Regions from separate parts of the Sus scrofa genome. Here region 1 is linked to region 2. Evidence: chromatin contacts called from public HiChIP or PLAC-seq data. All regions are on one chromosome and are shown on one strand. Each heading gives the region's core, a stretch centred on a gene start, on an enhancer-like site or on the middle of the called end of the contact. The rest is flanking DNA. Distances are from core to core; before and after follow the strand shown.

Region 1 (4,485 bases), core at 67-2,566, 470 kb after region 2:
CGATTTTCATAGAAAATAACTTGACACAAACAGAATGAGGAATACAGTTCACCAGCAACAGGAAGCTGCTCTCACGCAGGCGGGCCCCACTTTGACAGCAGCAGGTGCTGCTTGGAGGACCAGTTTTCTGCCCGCTTTCAAATAATCCCGTCCCTCACTGGCAGAACCCTGAGAGGGGGAGGCGCGAATGAAGTGCAGGGAAGGAAGCACTAAGAGAGGCAGAAGACCGGGTTCTACTACTCCCAGGTGCGAGGCCATGGTTAAACTCTTTACCCCTCCAAGCCTTACAAACGCCTTTACGCATTTGTAAAATGGAAGAGATCTTTCCCGCTCAGCTCCCCGGGCAGAGCTAATTCCAGAGTCCATGTGCAGGGAAAGAGGTAAACCCCATTGAGAATGAGATGATGACGATCACCTGTCAAATGAACGGCTGGGGAGGCGGCTCCCCCGCAAGCCCCTAGCAGGATGGACAGTCCAGAAGCCTAGACCGGTGCCGCCAGGGACGCCCCCCCTGACGGAATAAAGCCATCCCCCGCCCACCACTCGGCCCGTGAGGTGCACAGGATCCCCTGTCGCTCACACCCCCGCTGAGTTCGAAGGGCAGGCTCCCTGCCCACTCGTCACCCCACCCCCCGCCTCCAGGCCTCCTTAGAAGACCCCATGGCCCTCTCAAGCGGCCTCTGCTCCCCTCCCCCAGCAGCGTTCCCTACCCTCTCCGCCCGCAGTCCCAGGTGAGGGGAGGGGGTGAAAGGGCGTACCCCGCCGCCATTTTGTCCCCTTGGCCCCCACAACGCGTTCTTCCTGCCCGCGCCCCAACCCAGGCCCGTCCGGCTCTGCGCGACGCACGCCCCTCGCGGACACTCACCCCTGACCGCCCTGCGCAGCTCGGGTCGACTCCGAGCGTCCCGCCGGGAAAGGGGCGGGGCGGGGCGGGGCCGCTGCGGAGAGGCGGAGCGATTGTCCGCCACCCCATGTGACTCCCAGCTGCGTCCGCGCGGCTCCTGGCTCCTAGCGCAGGCATTCCGCGCGCAAGCGCAGCCGGGTTCGCGCCCGGGGACCGCGAAGGCGGGAGGCCCAGCGTGGGTTTGCTTCGTGGTGCTGGGTGCGGCTAATTCTCGCGAGTTCTTCCCTTCCCTGGGCAGCGCTTGCACATTGTTTTTGACAGCTCAGTTCTCTCGGATTCATTCCCTTTCGTTTGCCTTTATCACCGCGGTGTGTCCCATAGATAAAGGACCTAGAAGTCCGCCTCAAAAATCTGTAACTCTGAAAGAGCTTCAGAAAAGCGTGCAGCGCTAAACCAAACACAGCTTACCCTCTAACGCAATGACTTTCCGCCTCTCTTCTGTGCCAGGCTTGAAAGGCACAAAGTACAATGACCTAACACTTGTGTTTTCTCTACTTCAAAGACAAAATAAACATACGAATTAAATAATGTAACAATATTAAATCACAGCTCTGAACAACGCAGACCATAATTATCAAATGAATATTCCATCACTCTTCATCCTGCTGGGAAACTCAAGCTCTTTACCTTTCCCTATCCCTTGTTACCCACAATAAGGAGGAAGTCATGGAATCCAACAGAGTCTACCTCACAATTAAACTATAAGCATTGTAAAGGCAGGAACCATACTGTTGGCTGTTCTGGCTGCTCACCCCACTTGGCTTTTTAGAAAACTTGCTCTTTCATTCATTTATTTATCAAGAGTTTTTGGAGCATCTCCTCTACACCAGATACTTTCTAGGTTCTTAGAGTTAATAAAATATATTAAAACATGTGCCTTCCTGGAACAGGGTAGAAACAGAAAATAGTGATAAGTTCCATGATAATGAGATGATAAGCACTACAGTAAACAAATGCATAGGATAAGGAGGAAACATACTGCTGTAAGGAACATGTGATTTCATAAAAGATAGACAGGGCCTTATTCCTCTTATCAATTGTCCCCTTTCTCTTATAAGCACATAAACAACCTCACCCGTCTTGAACTCTCCCACCAAACCCACCAAACCCTACTTCAACCTCTACTTTCCCCTCTTTACAGATCTTCCCTTCACAAATACATGTCTCTAATTATCTATTCAAGAATGTCTCCAATACTTCAACTACTGCTCACGTCTAAAAACTCAGGTTATTGCCCTTCTGGTTTCAGCCTCATCACCTTATAGAAACCATTCCTTCCAAAGTCACTAGGGATCTCCTTACTTCAGATCCTATGAACATTATCATCATGACCTAACTTAATTTCTCTCTGAATCAGTTGACACTCCTTCCTTCTGGAAACATTCTTTCCTTGACTTCCGTTTTTACTTCCTTGATTTCTCTTCATCTCTAAACACTCCCTCTCCATCTCTTTTGAAGTTTCCTCTTATTTCTCCCATCCCTTAAATAGTAGTATCCCTCAGGGATAGGTGAAAGCCTTCTTTTTTCCCCAGGGACAGACTCATTGAGGATTGTTTCTTTTTACATAAATTTAGTTAGTATCTTTGTCCTCCAGATTTCCCAGTATATATCTCCAGCCCTGATTTCTGCTGTGAGTTCCAGATACACATTGCTAAATACCTGGTCATCTCCACTTGAACCTCTCAAAATCAAGAAGATAAAAATAAAAACCAGTCATCATTTTTCTCACATACATATAAAAGAGTTTATTAGGCTATTTTACTTACCATACAGTTATTCAAAGTGTTCAATTCCATAGTTTTTAGTACATTCACAGAGCTGTGCCACCATCACTATAATCAATTTTAGGATATTTTCATCACCCCGAAAAGGAACCCTATACTCATTAACAGTCACTTGCCTATCTCCCCTCAACCATGAGCAACCACTAATCTACTTTCTCTAGATATAGATTTGTCTACTCTAGACATTTTACGCAAAAGGAATTGAAACAGGAGATGGATAGGTCCACTGAACAACTGAAACCTGTCCCCCATGGACAGATACTTCAAGATAAAAATTATGGCAGTAGCAAGGAGGAGCTGAGTCCTCTTTGGATAAAAGATAAAGAGACCATGTATTTCTCATTCTTGAGGTCAAGGAATCCTTCCGAACTACACATGCACAGAAAGATTCCTCAGGGGTCAGAGAAGGGTGGGGCACCAAACCACAGGACATCCTGTCAACTTCCCAGAAACCTTTGTGCTAGAATCCACCTTGGCTAGAAAATGTGTATGCATACAAGGGAGGGCCCTGAGTCAGGCCTGATATGGACTCAAGGCCAGAAGAAGCAAGATGATTGTCCAGAGGACGGACCAACTGCCCCCATACAAGTGATTTAAACCACTCCAAAGCACATGACAACTTCTCTGTGTCTGTCTGTCTCTCTCTCCTCTCAACTCCCGAGCCCGCCTGTGCTTCCTCCACACATATCTTCTCTCTCTCTCTTTTTTTTTAATTCTTTCTTTTTTTTGTCTTTTTGCCTTTACTAGGGCCACTCCCGCAGCATATGGAGGTTCCCAGGCTAGGGGTCTAATTGGAGCTGTAGCCGCCGGCCTACACCATAGCCACAGCAATGTCAGTTCCGAGCCGCTTCTGCAACCTATACCACAGCTTACAGCAACGTCAGATCCTTAACCCACTGAGCAAGGCCAGGGATTGAACCCGAAACCTCATGGTTCCTAGTCCGATTCGTTAACCACTGTGCCACGATGGGAACTACTCTCTTCTTTCTTAATAAACACTCTACTTGTCTTACTACTCTCTGTATCTTTGCCGAAATTTTTTCTCCAAAGAGACGAGGACTGGTCTAGTGCTCTTTCTCCATCAAGCCTGCTGAACCTTGTGGTCTAGTGGTTAGGATTTAGCTCTCTTCCTGAACAGCCAGCCGAAAAGAGAATCATGCAACATATGCTATTTTGTGGCTGGCTTCTCTCACTTAGCATGTTTTCAAGTTATAACCACATCGTAGCATGTATCGAAACTTCAATCCTTTCATGGCTGAATAATATTCCAATGTACGGATATACTACATTTTATTTATCCATGAATCAGTTGATGGACATTTAGGTTATCTCTACTTTGGAGATATTATGAATAACCCTGCTATGAACAATTGTGTACAAGTTTTTGTATGAACATATATTTTCATTTCTCTTGGGTATATACCTGGGAGTGGATTTGCTGGGTCATATTGTAACTCCACATTTAACTTTTTGTGAAACTTCTAGGCTGTACTGTTTTACATTCCCACCAGCAGTGTATGACCATTCCAATTTCTTGATATCCTCTCCAACACTTGTATTATCTGTCTTTTTTATTATAGCCATCCTAGTGGGTGTGAAGTGGTATCTCACTGTGATTGTGATTTGTATTTGTCTAATAACTAGTGATGGTCAACATCTTTTCATGTGCTTATTGGTCATTTGTACATGTCTATGGAGAAATGTGTATTCAAATCCCTTGCCCATTTTAGATTGGGTTACCATTTTTAAAATTTGGTTCCTTTTTGCCACAAAATCTGTTCCTACTATTGTCCTGCC
Region 2 (4,733 bases), core at 768-3,267:
AAATATTGCTACAAATGACTAAGAAGACAATTGGCAATACTTGAATAATGTCTGTAGATTCAATAATATTCCATCATTGGTAAATATGCTGATTTTGCCAATTATACCGTGTTTATGAAAGGTGAACCTATTTGTTCATAGAAAACACACTGAACTATTTAGGAGTACAGGGCATGTCTGAAACATACTTTCAAATGGTTCAAAAAAACAATAATATGTGTATATGGAGAGAGCAAGCAAATTTGCCAAACTGTTTAACAGCTGGTGAAACTCAGCAAAGGGTTTTGAGAATTCTTTGTACTATTCTTGCAACTTTTCCGTAAGAATAAAACTGCAAAATTTTTAAAGTTAAAAATGTACATAAATTTATGCATCCCTTTTAGAAGTATTCTCATCATTTTCCTATACCCTTGAAATTCAAATCTCTCAAATGGTCTTAATGACTTTAGAGAAGCTACTCAGGACGTCAAATTCTGAAAATAAGTCAAGGTCAAAGTCTTTGGCAAATCACAGTAAAGATTTGGAAATACTGTCTATACATACTGCAAACTGTGTTTATAATTATAATTTAAGCTAGTCGTTCTATTTTGTTGTTCTTGGCTCTACAAAGTAACTTGATTCTAAATTCCTCCTCCATAACCATTTCACTTATGCCAGACTTCTAACCTGTCCACAAAACTACCTTTCAATTCTGTATAGATAAGAGTCTGGCTCTGAAACATGGAACTTTCCCAAATCCATGACTTTAATTTGTTTATGTCTGGATCCTCTGAGGAAAATTTCTGGGAGAAAGACTGATTGCTGACCTGAAGGATATGGGTTGGAACTGGAGGGGGTGAGGTAGAGCTTCAGACCTCTAGAAAGATTGCCAACTACGTCACTGAGAGAAAACTGCAGCAGTGGATAAGAAACTGAATGCACCAGAAGAACGGTAGAAAAAGTACAAAACGTCAGGAAAGTTTAGTAATCTTGTTTGTCACTTAACCAAATTGCAAATTAGAAAAGCTACAGTATCTACAATATAAATTGTTACTTAACTTGTAATTGGTCAACTCCAAATACTATTGTCCCACTAGCATTAGAACAAAAACATATTTTCTATCATCTTTCTCACCATAGAAAAATATGGTAAACTCACGATTTGTAATTAATGAAAGCATCAAAAACACCCCTACCAACAGTTCCCTAGCTATTTAACCAACAATCTGATCGTTTAAAAGCAGATCAGCTTGCAGTAAAAAGACACCTGCCTTTCGGAATTAGCTAAACCTTCAAACTGGATGATAGGTTACACATGCAATCACTTAAATTCAGCCCTGCCTCATTAGCCAGAGAGTAGAGCAAGTTTCCATAACCGCACCACCCCTCTTGATAGTGAGTGGATGCGAGCAGACACACTACGACCAAGGAAAATGTTTAATTCTTCCAGAAGTGTCAGGTTTCGAGATAAATTCAGGTTTTCAACTTTTTCCAAGACAGCATCCCAGCGGCGACATTTTCCTCCCGTGCGTAAAGATTCCCGGGGGCGCAGCTGCTCGCTCCCCGCCTGAGGTGGAGAACCTGGCAGCCTCGCAGTACAAGGAAGAAAACTGAAGGATGCGAAAAGGGCTTAGAAAAAAAGGCGGGGAGGGAGAAGGGCAGCAGGAGGGCAGCTTCAGTACTCTGACCTCTGACCTCGACCCCGAGCTGGCGTCGCGGAAAGAGGAACGGCCAAACCCCAAGAACTTTGAGCCTGAGTCCCAGGCCAGACTGGGCCTGCCGGATGTGAGGGCCGATGACCTTCACACAGACCTGCCCGGGGACAGCAGATTGAGGCTGGACAGACACGGGGCTCGGCCCTCCCCGCCTGGACTCACCGCCCGCCGGAGATGCACCGGAGCCACTGCTCGGAACATGGTCACTGCACCAGGCCGCTTCGCAGTACCCTCAGCCCCACAGTAGCCTGCAGCTGACCCAACCACACCGCCTCCGCGAGTCACCGAAACGCTCGCGAGACGCGGGAACGAGAGCGGACTCCCCCTCAAGGAGAGAGAGCTCGCGGTTCCTGCCTGCCTATTGGGCGGTCGGGCAGCCAATGGGGACGGCGGAAAGTTAGGGGCTGGCCTTGGGACTGGGGGCAAAACTGACGCTGTGCGCTAGGCTGCTGTGGCTGAAGCCGGACTCTACAAAGGCAGGGTTAAAGCCGGAGAGCTGCGGGTGAAGGAAGTCCAGGCTGTCTGCCGGCCCCAGTGTGCAGCGCGCACAGGCTAAACTTTCCCACTGAGCTGATAACGTCACTGTGCTGGGTTCTCAACCTCTGGATGAAGGCCACTCCTCTCACTCCAATTATTCTTCTGCCCTTTCATTTAATCACAAATATAAGTACTAACATCTGTAATATGCTAAACACATTTTCCAGGTTAGGGGAATATAATAATAGGATGCATAAAATGTTGATCTCACCAGACAATGGCAGAAACATACAAGTAAACATAGCATTGCTATTAGGAAAAGAGATTCTCCGAATCGGTGGTATTTAAGCTGGGTTCTGAAAGATGGACCCTCCTGAGCACAAACAGGGAAGGAACACGATGGGAAAGACCAAGGAGAAAGCGCAGGATTCTGTGTGCTGCCTGTTGACGGAGGCAGAGCAGCTGGAGATGGGCTGAAACAGCTGATTGGAAAGGTCTTGAATGGAGGTGTAACATGAGGCCCCACCAGAGCCCTCCTTCTCTCCCCATCTTACCTATCCCTGGGCAGCCCCACCCGCACCCTGGCTTCAAAGCCCTAGACTACCAAATCTCTCCTGACCTTTGGATCCTATCCACCTGCCTGCTGGGCATCTCCTCAGATGTTCCTCTACACCACAGACCCATACACCCACAACTGACTGGGCATTCTCTTCTGGATTTCATTCCCCCTCTAGCATTCTCTTTCTCAGGGAATGCTTTCCACCTCCACCCAGCTGCTCAAGCCAGAAATCTGGGAATCATATTTGACCTGTTTCTTCCTTTATTCCCTATCCTATGAGTTATTAAATTTTAGCAATTCCATTCCCCAAACAATTCCGCAATCCATCCAAGGCTATCTCCTACCCTGCTCTGTGTTGGGATTGTTGCGGTTGCCTCCTTACTGCTCTCCCAGCTTCCAGTCTTCACCCTTCAATCCATCTTGCACTGCAACCAAAGGGCTCTTTCAAAAGGGTAAACGGGTAATGAATACACTTCGATGGCTCCCCATTGCTCTCAGGATAAAATGAAAGTGCCCCCCCCCAGGCGGGACACATATGGAGGTTCCCGGGCAAGGGGTCGAATTGGAACTGTAGCCACCCAGCCTATGCCAGAGCCATAGCAAGGCTTGATCTGAGCCATGTCTGCGACCTACAGCTCACGGCCACACCTAACCCATTGAGTGAGGCCAGGGATCAAACATGCATCCTCATGGATGCTAGTCAGGTTTGCTCACTGCTGAGCCATGATGGGAACTCCATATTTCAAGCCCCTTTACATGACATGTTAGCCTGGTGTGAGCTGATCCTTTCCCTCTTTTACCCCCTTTTGACCTCCCATGGCCATAAAGAACTTCCTTCACATCCTCCAATGCCCTACTCCCTCTGCCTCCTTGCTCTCTTCCTCCCCTCTCTCCCCTTTACTTCTTTGACTGTTTAATACCTATTCATTCTTGGAGTTCCCCTTGTGGCTGAGCCTGTTAAGAACCCAAATAGTATCCATTAGGATGTGGGTTCAATCCCTGACCTCGCTCAGTGGCTTAAGGATCCAACACTGCCACAAGCTGTGGCATAGGTCACAGATGTGGTCGGATCTAATGTTGCTGTGTCTGTGGTATAGGCTGGCAGCTGCAGCTCCAATTCAACACCTAGCCTGGGAACTTCCATATGCTGCTGGTGCGGCCCTAAAAAAAACCAAAGCAAAACCAAAAAAACCCTATTCATTCTTGACATTTCAGCTTGGACTTTCCTTCCCTCAGTAACTCTGAACTAGAAATCTCTTCCCCCTACCCTCATTTCCACCTGTACTTCCCCTAAATATAGAAGCAGGCGCACATGGGTTATAATGGCCTGGTTTTGTCTGTCTCACCCATCTGACTGTAAGAAGACCTGTAAAGGCAGACTCTGTCCTACTTTTTCTTTTTTTTTTTTTTTAGTGTGTCTTCACACCTTACACAGTGCCTGGCTCAGGAGGCATTCAATCAGGATTTGTTGGACGAATGAACAAATCAATAAATGACTTGCTAAAGAGTCTGGACTTTAAGCAAAGGAGTGATAGATGCAGAAATTGTCTCAATTCCCAACTTTGTAACAACCTACCTTTCCAGCCTTGTCAAGTCTACCAACAAATCCCATTGGATCTACTTTCAAAACATGTCCAGAATCCAACAATTTCCACCAACATTCCTCCTTCCCTCAGGGCCCTATCGACTCTCCCCTGGATCATGGCAGGGAACTCCTGCCTGGACTGGTCTTTCTCTTTACACCCATGCCTCCTAAACTCTCCCCTCCAAATGGCAGGCTGATCGTGTCCTCTGCTCAAATCCCTCTACGGCTGTCCCCTCTGTCACTAGGCCCCACAGACCCTGCTGTTCCTTGAACCAAGCAGCTCCCACCTCTAGTCTTTGCACTCCTGTTGTTCCCTCTGCCTGAAATGCTCTTTCCTGGGGACCCACATAATGCATTTTTTTGTTTTTTGTTTTTGTCTTTTTAGGGCCACACCTGCGGCACATGGAGGTTCCCAGGC

Evidence for each region. HiChIP or PLAC-seq counts read pairs in DNA pulled down with a chosen protein or histone mark.
Region 1: an H3K27ac HiChIP or PLAC-seq map of alveolar macrophages shows a contact between it and region 2. The contact joins the promoter of SCAPER here to the promoter of ETFA in region 2. A contact is called at or near these places in 2 of 2 datasets of contacts at active chromatin or transcription factors (alveolar macrophages and skeletal muscle).

What each region holds. Positions count from the first base shown.
Region 1 is chr7:57,010,996-57,015,480 of Sscrofa11.1, forward strand. SCAPER (S phase cyclin A-associated protein in the endoplasmic reticulum) reads right to left here and starts at 1,317. Exons shown (of 32, transcript XM_021099014.1): 1 at 866-1,317.
Region 2 is chr7:56,538,258-56,542,990 of Sscrofa11.1, forward strand. ETFA (electron transfer flavoprotein alpha subunit) reads right to left here and starts at 2,018. Exons shown (of 12, transcript NM_001244403.1): 1 at 1,857-2,018. The coding sequence starts at 1,895.